3 separate regions of the Mus musculus genome follow, and regions 1 and 2 are each linked to region 3. Evidence: chromatin contacts called from public promoter capture Hi-C data. All regions are on one chromosome and are shown on one strand. The core of a region is the stretch at or near the end of the contact, and the rest is flanking DNA. Distances in the headings are between cores, read along the strand shown.

Evidence for each region. Promoter capture Hi-C pulls out the DNA fragments that hold promoters and counts their contacts.
Region 1: a promoter capture Hi-C map of pre-B cells shows a contact between it and region 3, with 2.4 times the contacts expected there. A contact is called at or near these places in 2 of 39 promoter capture datasets (liver and pre-B cells).
Region 2: a promoter capture Hi-C map of liver shows a contact between it and region 3, with 3 times the contacts expected there.

What each region holds. Positions count from the first base shown.
Region 1 is chr19:7,340,000-7,343,697 of GRCm38.p6, reverse strand. Mark2 (MAP/microtubule affinity regulating kinase 2) reads left to right here and starts at 1,838. Exons shown (of 18, transcript NM_007928.3): 1 at 1,838-2,530. The coding sequence starts at 2,477.
Region 2 is chr19:7,204,067-7,207,903 of GRCm38.p6, reverse strand. Otub1 (OTU domain, ubiquitin aldehyde binding 1) reads left to right here and starts at 1,620. Exons shown (of 7, transcript NM_134150.2): 1 at 1,620-1,702; 2 at 3,453-3,514; 3 at 3,748-3,837. The coding sequence starts at 1,645.
Region 3 is chr19:5,096,890-5,100,397 of GRCm38.p6, reverse strand. Cnih2 (cornichon family AMPA receptor auxiliary protein 2) reads left to right here and starts at 1,877. Exons shown (of 6, transcript NM_009920.4): 1 at 1,877-2,215. The coding sequence starts at 2,135. It overlaps Rab1b (RAB1B, member RAS oncogene family), which reads left to right. Exons shown (of 6, transcript NM_029576.3): 6 at 1-1,191. The coding sequence ends at 20.

The DNA of each region.
Region 1 (3,698 bases), core at 589-3,088, 2.2 Mb before region 3:
GTCAACAAGTGCCTATTCTTTTGCCATGAGTTTGTCTTAGAAGGGAGATTTGAAATGAAAATGAAAATGAAAATGAAATGGTCTCTCCAAGCCGGGCGTAGTGGCGCACGCCTTTAATCCCAGCACTTGGGGGGCAGAGGCAGGCGGATTTCTGAGTTCAAGGCCAGCCTGGTCTACAAAGTGAGCTCTAGGACAGCCAGGGCTACACAGAGAAACCCTGTTTCAAAAAACCAAAAAAAAAAAAAAGAGATGGTCTCTCCAGACTTAAACATTGTAGAATATTTTAAAAGTCATTTAGGGCTGGGCATGGCAGTGCACACTTGCAATCAAAGTGGTGAGGAAATGAAGGCCGGGGATCAGTAGTTCAACCATCCTTGGTTACATATCATGGCCAGCCTGGGCTACTTAATACCCTGTTTCCAAAAAAAGCAAAAACAAAAGAACAACAAAAACTTGGATGGACAGGGTGGTTGGTGCACACCTTTAATCCCAGCCCTTGGGAAGCAGAGGCAGCTCCAGGAGTTCTTGGTCAGTCTGGTCTACAGTGGGAAACTGTGTCATAGAATCGAAACTAACAGCAGAAAGGAAATGTTATGTGTAATTTAAAGAAATATTTATTTGTATGTGCCTATGTTTGTGCTTTTATGGGTTTATGTGTATCACTGGCATGCGGGTGCTGGTAGAGGCCAGAGGGCATCATTTCCCCTGGAATTGAAGTTACAAGGGGTAGGGAGCCATCTGATGTGGATGCTGGGACCTGACCAGATTCTCTGGAAAATAGTACAGGCTCTGAATGAGCCAGCATTCTGACCTATGTTGTAGTATTTATCTATTTAACTTTTGTGTATATGAGTGTTTAGCCTGTATGTACGTCTGTGCAACCTAGTGGAAGCCAGAAGGTGTCAAACCACCTAGAACTAGTTAGACAGTTGTTAACCACCATATGGGTGCTGGGTACTAAACCTCAGTCCTCTGGGAGAGCAACCAGTCCTTCCTCTTGACTTCTGAACCATCTCTCCAACTCATTTTATATATATACATATACATACATATGTATATATATTATACACACACACATATATACATATATAATTACATTTTTATTTAGTGTATAGGGTAGCATGCTCATGGAACAATGTTTTAGACTTGGTTCTCCCCTTTCACTATGTGGATCCCCATGGATCAAACTGAGTTATTTTGCTGGCCTTTGTTATGTGATTCCATGCCAAGATCACGCAAGCATTTTTCTCAATACTGAAAAAAATACTGTACCTTAAAGGTGTGTTAAGTTTCAAGGACGCTGACCCAGTGCCTGTCCGACCTGGTGTCTGTCCCAGGCTTTACAGAGGAATGAGGGGACTGACTCAATATAAGGCTGACATAGACTTCTAGAAGCCAAGATAGTCGCAAGATGGGCGGGTGTGCAAAGCAGGAGACAGGCAATAGGATGACACTACACTTGGCAGTTGACTCACACGTTGATAGCAAGGTTGAGCGATAAAGTGGGTTTTATGAGCTAAACATGCGGATGGGAAGTTGGCGTTAGGCTCAAAGGACATCAGTTGTAGGAACAGCTAATAGCGGTATTTTCTAAGTCAAACAACAGGTACAGGTGACCCACGCCTGTTCAAGGTTTGAAAATAACCGAAAACTGACGGAAAGAAACGAAGAGATAGATTCTTAGCCTCGGCAGCTCTCGGGTGTTGCCGGAAATGGCTGACTACCGCTCTCGGCCGAGCGACGGAACGGGGGCGTGGCCGGTTTAGCACACGCGGAGCCTCTTCGGCTGTTTCCGGAAACTGCCGAAAGCTTGCTCCAAGTGGGCGGAGAAAGGCCGGTAGGCGTGGCTGCTGGTTGGCTCTGGAGGTGCGGGGAGTCTCTTCGTGGATTTCCGTAAACAGAGCCGAACCTCGGTCTTCGGAATCTAGGAGGTGCGCGCGTCCCCGGGGATTACCTTCTTCGGTAGTTTCCGGAATTCACCCATCGTCTGGGCCGAGAGGAAAAGGCTCTTCCCCCTCCCGTTCCTAGTTGTTTCGGATGTTTCCGGCTCTTGCCGGCGGAAAGAGCCGAGGGCTGGCGGTGGTGGCGGCCATGTTGGGAGCAGCAGGTCCGGCGGCGGCTGCCTGTGTGTCGGGCGCGGAGCAGTGCGGCTGAGGGCAGGGGAGGAGCGAGGCAGGCGGCCGGCTGCGGCGGTTGAGAGTAGGCGGAGCGGCGCGGCCGGGCCGAAAGGCGGCACAACCCAGCCGGGGGTCGGGGGGGGGGGTGCGGTCCGGAGCCGCTCGGAGCCGGCGAGGCCTAGCCCGAGCGGTGCATCACCGGGCTGGCGTGAGCCATCGCCCGGCCTCCCCGCACCCCCGGCCGGGGCCCATGCAGCGGGTGCTCCTGCTGTGAGAAGCCCCGCCCGGCCGGGCTCCTAGCCTTCCCTTCCCTATCTTCCTCCAAGCTTCTCCATTCCCTCCCCTGAGATACCGGCGCCATGTCCAGCGCTCGGACCCCCCTACCCACGCTGAACGAAAGGGACACGGAGCAGGTAAGGAGCCCTCAGGGCTCCCCTAATTCTGTGACTGGGCCCCTGCACCTTACGGAGGCTCCCTCCCTCAGTTCTCCTCGTGCTCCTGCTTTCTTCTACAAGCCTAGGCTGTCATCTGGCCCTGGGTTCCAGCCCTTCACATCCCTCTTCCGAATCCTGACCTGGGACCCACGTCGTCCTGACTGAACTGCACACTTGTATTTCTGCCAAACGCCCCTCGCCTCTCACCGCCCTCCTGCGCTCTTCCGTGCTATCTCCCCAGCTTCCCCCTCTCTTCCCTTTTCTCTCAGGGGCCTTTCTGGTCTTCCTCCACCCACGCTTAAAGCAGCCACCTTCCTGCTCCTCGAATAATACCCCGCGATTTGCCGCGGATTGTTGCCCACCTCTTTCTGCATCTCTCTAGCTTTGTACCCTCTCTACCCGCACCGGCTCTCACAATCCTCGGTTTTCTCCCTCAAGAGTCCGTGTCTCGGGAGTGTGTTCTCGGTCCCTTTCCCCTTTCACTTCCCCAGCTTTTTCTATCCTCCTTTCCCGTTCCAAATTGGGCTCTCCCTGTTGCTTGCAACCCACCAGCTCCACCCTCGTCACCTTTCCAAATCGTTCGCCTACTCCTTGCTCATCACTTTCCCTTCTTTTCGGCAGGAGCTCCCAGGCTCCTGGCACTGGCATGTGTCGCTTCCGTGTTTCCCATACAGCTGTCATGCGCATAGTTTTCCCACAGGTTGCCTTTGGGGTTCCAGTCACCGCTCCCTTCAGAGTCTTTGGATCACTCCTGTTCTCTTCCCCCTGGGGTTTGGCATTTAAGTCCTTGGGCCTCCTGTCTGAATGCTCTTCCAGATTATCCCTGGGCTCTCCTCTACCGTGGGAAAGTCAGTGTTTTAGTCTGGCTGTATTAACATAACCTGTTGCTCACTCTTTTGCGGGCTGCATCAGCTGCATCAGTCCCTACTTTACTGCCTACTTACACTGCAACACAAATTCCGATACTGTCTTTCCAAACTGGTGGCTGTCACTTCTCATAGTATCATAGTATCTTTCTTGTTTGCTACTTCCTATTGCTCAACCTTCCCCCATCTCTCTTACAATACCTCCTTAATCAGTGCTGCCTTTCCTGTCCTAATGGGTCTCCTCCTCCCCTCCCAGTCTGTTTACAGCTTGTATGCTCTGT
Region 2 (3,837 bases), core at 371-2,870, 2.1 Mb before region 3:
ATGGGTAAAGTGTTTGCCACACAAATCTGACAACCTTTGTTCCATCTCCAGGACCCATGTAAAAGTGGAGAGAATGGGTTTTATAAAATTGTGCTCTTTCACACAAGCACTTTGGCACACACAGCCTTCCACACACTATAGACACAATAATAAAAATTTTAACAAAGGAATGATAGCTGATGACAAAGGACACGATTTCTTTTTGGCTCCTTCCCCCCTTTTATTTTTTCTGTTTTTGTTGTTTTTTGAACAGGGTTTCTTTGTATAGCAATCCCCCCTTTTGTTTTTATTTATTTATTTATTTTGATACAGGGTTTCTCTATGTAGTCTGTGAGTCTGAAACTCACTGTGTAGACCAGGCTGACCTCTACTCAGAGATCCACATGCCTCCCTAGTGCTGGAATTACCATGCCTAGTCTGTACTTGATTTTTCTAAAATTTTTTTGGTTTTTCAAGACAGGGTTTCTCTGTGTAGCCCTGGCTGTCCTGGAGCTCACTCTGTAGACCAGGCTGGCCTCGAACTCAGAAATCCTCCTGCCTCTGCCTCCCAAGTGCTGGGATTAAAGACATGGGTCACCACAGCCCGGCCTGATTTTTCTAAATCTTTAAGAGTGCTTTCCACCCTGGCCTCCAGTTACCTGGACTGGTAGACCGACCATACAGGAGCTGGAGTTGGGACTAGTAAGGACAGAGAACTGATATTCTGGAGGGTAAAAGGAATCTGTGTGGCTCAGTGATGGCTATAGCCAGGCTACCAAGAAGTAAATGCCTTTTCCTGCAAACGCTCTGGTGTTTGCTTTTCAGGGTACACAGGGCCTGCAAATGGGAATGTCCATTTCTCAGAATGGAGACATAACTCAAAGAAAATGGGTAGCTTCGGCAAAAATTAGCAAAGATGGCCACTTTTTGGCTCAGGTTTTGTTTGGTTTGGTCTGGTCTGTTTGAGACAGGGTCTCTTGTAGCCAAGCCTTGCCTGAAACTCCACGATTACCTTGAACGCCGGATCCTCCATTCTTTCTCCACCTTTCACATGTTCGGATTATGGACTCAAATTCTTGCTTTTAAGTGGCTCTGCTTTCTCAAATACGAGGACATATAGCCTAAAGTTAGGTCGAGGGTTTTGGTTTTGGTATCAAGGGAAGATGCTCCCCGTGCTGGAAACAGGTCTTTACAGCTTTAGAGAACAGGCTCAGTGGTGAGAGGCGAGAGGCCGCGAAGGCTCCGAAGGGCGTCAGGAGGTTGTCACCACTTCCTGTCTCGAGGTGGCTCTGCGCTCCGCACTGCAGCTACCGTCCTGTACCTTGAAAGTACGCGCAGCTGGGATTAACCTTCTAGTGACTTTAATTCCATCTTGTTCCTTATCTTAGTTACACAACCTGCGTTTCAAACTTCAGTATACAGAAAACAGAAATGACTCGAGGAGGTCCTTAGCCCCGCAGGACCTTTGGGAAAGTGGAATGTGGAAGCGCGCGTGGCGTCCCCCCAAGCTCTCCAGGGCAGCAGGAGCAGCCCAGGCCCTGACGACTGCCAAAGGGAGCCTGTTGCTAGGGGCGTTGCGAAGGAGGGGCCACAAGGAGGGGCTCCCTTCCGGGAGGAGGGCAATTAATAACCCGGAAGCGATCGCCAGTGCGGCGCTGTTTAAAGATGGCGGCGGAGGAACCTCAGCAGCAGAAGCAGGAGCCACTGGGTAGCGACTCCGAAGGTACGAACGGAGGGAAGGATGTCCTTCCCGGGCTAGCGGGGGCAATCCACGGCCCGCCGTTCCCGAGGAACTCGGGGAGTCAGGGCCCTGGGGAGTAGGCGCAGCGTGCGACCGAGCCCTTCCCCGCGTCTCCTCCCCTCCCCCTCACAATGGAAGCAGGGCCGCGGCGACCCCCGGCCGGGCGGGGCGGCCGGGGCCGGGGCTCGGCCTCTCGCGCACGCCTGGGGCGGGGCCTGGGCCGCCCCGCCTCCGCCGGTCCCGTGGCCTCGGCCGGCTCCCACAGTCAGCCCGCCGGAGACCTAGCAGTCAAGCCGAGGCCTAGGCCGGGGCCGAGCTGCTGAAAGGCGTTGAGGAACGCCGGGCTTCCAAGGACGAAGTCCCTGCTGGGCCGTTCGGGATGCCATTGGCGGCTCTTTGCCTTAGAGCTTGTGCTGGCCTTACAGCACCTTTGAGCGGATCCAGGCATTGTTTTCCTAGATTCTTGGTCTTTAAAAAAAGACAGAAACCAGTCACACCTTCTCCCTGTCTCCCGAGAACTTGAGCTCTAGGGGTTGAGTAAGTCTGTTGAGTGGGAGGGACAGTCCTGTTGTAGGACATGGTGGGAAGCTCAGCTGAGAACCTAGGATAACCAGGCCCCAAAGGATTGGCTTTAAAAAGCCAGTCATACTCGCACACCCTACTCTAACTCCACACTATATTCTAGAGGTTGAGGACTAGGAAACCCAGATACGCAGAAAGAAATTGTTCTCCATCACATCTAAGAAGGATCCAAGACTAGAAACTCCTACAATAGCTGCTTAGAGTCCTCAGAACGAACGTCCCGAATCCGTGGATGACTCTAGAGAGTGCTTAGGTAGTAGTTGCTGCTGGCAGGATCCCAGCATATTTTGATGATGGGAGCAAGGTGATGGCATTAATCCATTCTAGAGGTGAGGGGAGAGGACTTTGGCAAGTGACATGTCCAAGAGCTCAGACTGGAATTTTACAAATGTGGACTTGACCTTGGACAAGATGGAGTTACCTCTGGTTTTTGTTTTTTGTTTTTTAATTTGGAAAATGAACAATACAGGGGACCACAGAAGGACAAAGGGCGTGTCTCAGTAAAGTGCATGCTTACAGGATGCACTCATTCTTCCTAGGGCTCCACCCCTTCATCCTGCTTTCTCCCAGAGCTCCCTTCCCCAGAGCATTCCCTAGATGCTACACAGTGCTTTTAGAAGGCAGGGAGGAAGGAATATCGGGGCTGCAAGAGAGCTTTGGGGGTGATCTTTACTTGTCATTTTACTTATTTATTTATATTTATATTTACTTATTTCTTGAGGTTGCTAGGGCTTCACACCTGCAGGACAAATATATCTTTACCACTGGGTCTCAAGCCCAGCCCTATTTTTTTTTTCTTCCAAGATAAAGGCTTGCTATATTTCCAGAGCTGATCTCTAACTCCTAGGCTTCTTAATCCTGCTCTGGTCTGTAATTGCTCCCTTGTTTACTTTTATTTTTTTAGAGATTAGCTATATAGACTTGTGGTCTTCCTGCCTCAGCCTCCCAAATGACACCACACTTAGCTACTTTCTCCAAAAGATGAGGAAATGAGAACTCAAAGAAGGAAGAACTTTGCTAAGAATACACAGTGGGGTGTAAGGCATAGGGTTCCAGATTCCAGACCTGTTCTGCCAAAGCTGCCTGCCATAGAGATAGCCAGACCCCATAGGAACCCTTGGTTGGCACTTCTTTTTTCTCCTTTTTCTAGGTGTTAACTGTTTGGCCTATGATGAAGCCATTATGGCTCAGCAGGACCGAATTCAGCAAGAGGTGAGGTGCCGAAGAAAGTTGGGGAGGGAGTAGCTGAGGGCTTTGTGGTGGGGATGCATAGTCAGGGCCTGAGACCTAGTGTCTGTTTTGAAGCCCTCCCCTCTCGAGTCTCTCAAGTCTCTGAGTCTACTTTAGGCACTCTATGCTTTTGTGGGGTTGCTGTGCTGCTGGATGGCCACCACCCCGTTTGTAGGTGTTAGGCGTGGCTTCCTCAGTCTCCTGCCTCCCTGCAGATTGCTGTGCAGAATCCTCTGGTGTCAGAGCGGCTGGAACTCTCAGTCCTGTACAAGGAGTATGCTGAGGATGACAACATCTACCAACAG
Region 3 (3,508 bases), core at 628-3,127:
CTAGCGGTGGCTGCTGCTAGGAGGGGCACTTGGGGGAGGGCACCTTGTCCAGATGATGCCCCTGGAGCGGGCAGGAAGTGCCTCCCTCTCCTAGGGCATTTGAGTCTGTAGCTTTGGGGTGTCCTGGGCTCCCCATCTTCCTCTGGCCCATCTGCCTTCTGCTCTGAGTCCCAGTCCTGTCAGGGCCCCCGTGGAGGACATGCAGAGCCTGTGGCTGGGGTGGTCACAGGGACAGCTCCGCTGCTGCCTCTGGGTACCTTGAAAAGATGCCCACCACGCACCTTTCTTTGGAATGAGGGCTCCGCTGTCTGTCACTCACCCCCATGTATGCTGCACTGGGTTTCTCTTTCCTTTCTTCCCAATAGCAAGGGCCTCCCTGCCTCTGCTGCCCCTGGGTGCAGGCAGTAGCCAGGGGATCCAGGGCCTCAGATCCAGGGTCCTGCATCGGACCTCAGGACAGGTGCCAGGGCTGCGAGAGCCCCATAGCCACCTTTTCCTCATCTCTGCCTCACTCCATCGCTCCCACACAGCTTGAGCCGTCCAGCTGCGGTTAGGTCTTGAGCACATCTAGGGTAGGTGGGCGGATGGCTGCGGGGCCTGTGTCTCAAGCCGGGAGGGAGCCTGCTCCTGCCTCCCCCTGCCCTGCCTGAGCCAGGCCCATGTGCTGCCTGCCCACCGAGCCCCTTTGTCCCTGAGGAAAGCGGAGGCGGAAGGCCCACCTTGCCAAAGGCCGGGCACCAGCCTTAACCCTCACTCTGCCAGCACCACCTCCCTTTTCCGAGGCAGCACATCTGGCTTGTTCTTCCTCCATTCCTCAGAGCCTGACAGGGCCAGACCTGCTTCTCTGGGGAATGTGGGTGCAGCTTGGGGTTGTGGGGCTCTTCCCCCTCCCAACTCAGAATCCTGGCCCCCACCCTCTGGCACAGCTTCCTGTAGAAAACCTTTGGTCTTTACCTAAGAAGCCATGTCCTTTGTGCTGTCTCTTGCCAGTCTCACCCTACAACCTGTCCTCCCCCTCCAGTGTGTATTTAAGTCCCTGGGCTGCCCCTCTGGGAGGGAGCCTCTTCTCCCAGGTTCCCCTCTGATGTCACATCAGGCATCTTGCAAGGAAAAGCCACTTGGGGGAAGATGGAAAAGGATGAAAAAATAAATTTCCACTGGCCCTTGGATAAGCCAAGGGTTTTTGCAAGGAAGCGGTGGTGACTGAGTGTGGTCTATGGTCAGAGTCAGCTTTGAGTTGCTGGGTGGAACTGGAGTCCAGAGTTTGGTGTGATGCATGGGGGGTCCTGGCTTGGACTGTATCTTAAGCTTGCTGGTAAAAGCCCTTGACCCACATACTGGGGCTGGGAAAGCCTGCTGTGCGGCTATGGGATGTCCCCAAGGGCCCAGCATGAATCTGTCAGAGGGAGGCTGGCAGGAGGCCGTCAGGTGAGCCACCAACATCCACTGGGACAGGCGTTCAAGGCATGAAGTTAGAAGCAAGGAGCAGGCGTTGGTCCCCCTGCATTTAGTCTTCCCCTCCTCCAGTCCCCGACTTTAGTCCCCTCTTGTGGCTTGAAGCCAGATGCCAGCTATCCTGAGCTTTGACAAGCGCTGCTTTACATTAGGACCTCAGTTGTATCCCCCTGAGCCAGCACTCTGTGGAGACGGGAGTACAGAATGTGGCTATAGTGGGCTTAGTTGTCCGAAAGTTGTACCAGGAACGGGCTTCCAGGTCTGCATGTTCTGGAGGTGCACAAACACTGGGCTCATTGGGGTGAGTGGCTGTGCTGGGCTGATGAGGCTGGCGGAGGGGCGCTCTGAGTCTCAGCCCCGCCCGAGGCCGCTGCACGGCGGCCCCGCCCCCGGCTCCGCCCCGCCGGCTTCGCGGGCTGGAGAGCGAGGGAGCCGCGGGCGAGGGATCGCAGGATGAGCGATCGGGGCCCGGGCAGCCGGCAGCGGACGCGCCCCCCGAGCCCCACGGCCCGCGCCCCGCGTCCCCCACGGCCTCGTGGCCCTGGTCCCGGACGCGCTGTCCGTGTCCCTAGAGTCCGGTGGGCCATGCCCGTCCGGCCCTAAGTGTGGGCCGGGGGGCGTCCCCTTGCGCCCAGACCCCGCGCTGGCGCCCCCCGGGCCACCGCCCGGCGCGGGGGCCATGGCGTTCACCTTCGCAGCATTCTGCTACATGCTCACCCTGGTGCTGTGCGCCTCCCTCATCTTCTTTGTCATCTGGCACGTAAGACTGGGCTTGGACTGGGGGCGGGGTGGGGGGCAAGTGGGCTTATGGAGCAGGAGGGGGCTGGGGCTGATGGTATCAGTGCTCCGGGGAAACTTGAAAGGTCTTTTCCACTAGCCCCCATGGTTTCTGTTCGCACCCCCCAACACCCCCTTGTCGTTGGCTTCCTTCCCCCGGGGCAGCCCCCCCCTTCCTTCACCGCCCCCGCCTGTCTGTGGGTATGTCAGTAGGTCCTGACCCTCTCCTTGCTTCATCCAGTCATTGGGCAGGGGCGGAATTCTTGATCCTTCTATATTCTCATCCATCCACCCCCGTCTGTCCATCGGGCAGTTTGTCTGTGTGCCCCCCCAGCCCCCCCGCTGAACCCCTCTCCTTTGTGGGTTTTTCCAACCAGAATGATGGAGATGGTTGCTATGGCAACTGCATCTGTTTACAAGACCCGCATATCTTAGAACCCATTAACCCTGTCCCCTCCTGGACCCCTCTGACCCAAGTGGGATAGGTTCGAAGCAGCTCAAGAAACCTAGCTCCCACCTGGTCTCACTCTGACTCTCCAGCTTCCTTCTGATTCCTTCACATACGTGCCTTTTGTCTTTCATGTCCCTCACTCCTGGTCTGCCCTCACCCTGGCCTAGCCTCACACCTCACTCTTCAGAATGTCTCTTGTCTCATCTCAAATGGTTTCCCATTGGAGAGGGTTCTTGTACCTAGTTCTCTCCTGGGCTTTCCCAAGGGCCTCCTCTACCTGGTTCTTTCTCCTCTCTAGAACTGTGAGCCTCTGGCTTACTGTTGAGGTCTCTGCCGGCTCCTTCCAGCTGCCCCTCCTCCAATGCACTCAAACGGGTCCCATACAGGCCTGTCTCTCTGTTGTAGCTACTAGCATGCACATCTCCTGGTCTAATCCTCTTTTAAGTGTTCTCTTATCTGACTGCATCCAGCGTGCCTCCGTCCCCTCTTGCTTTACCTTTCTTGCTCTCCATTTCTTGTGTCTTTCTGGGACTTGCTGCCTCCCAGAAAGCACCCTGTCTCTTCCTTTGTCCTCCCCTCCTTCCTCTTTGACAGGTACTAGATCCTGAGCCCCCACAGGCATCTCCAGACACACACCATCTCCAGCCCAACCCCTCACTTTGCTCCAGTCTTGATCTAGGTCTCCCAGTTGGGTTTCTTGTCCTCTGCTCCGTTTCTCTCTTCCTCCATCACTTCGAATCCATTATGCGCTTCCTGTCCCAGGCCCCAGGGCCTTGGACAGTTCTGTGGGGGAAGAACAACTTGGGTCCTAAGAATTAGAAAAAA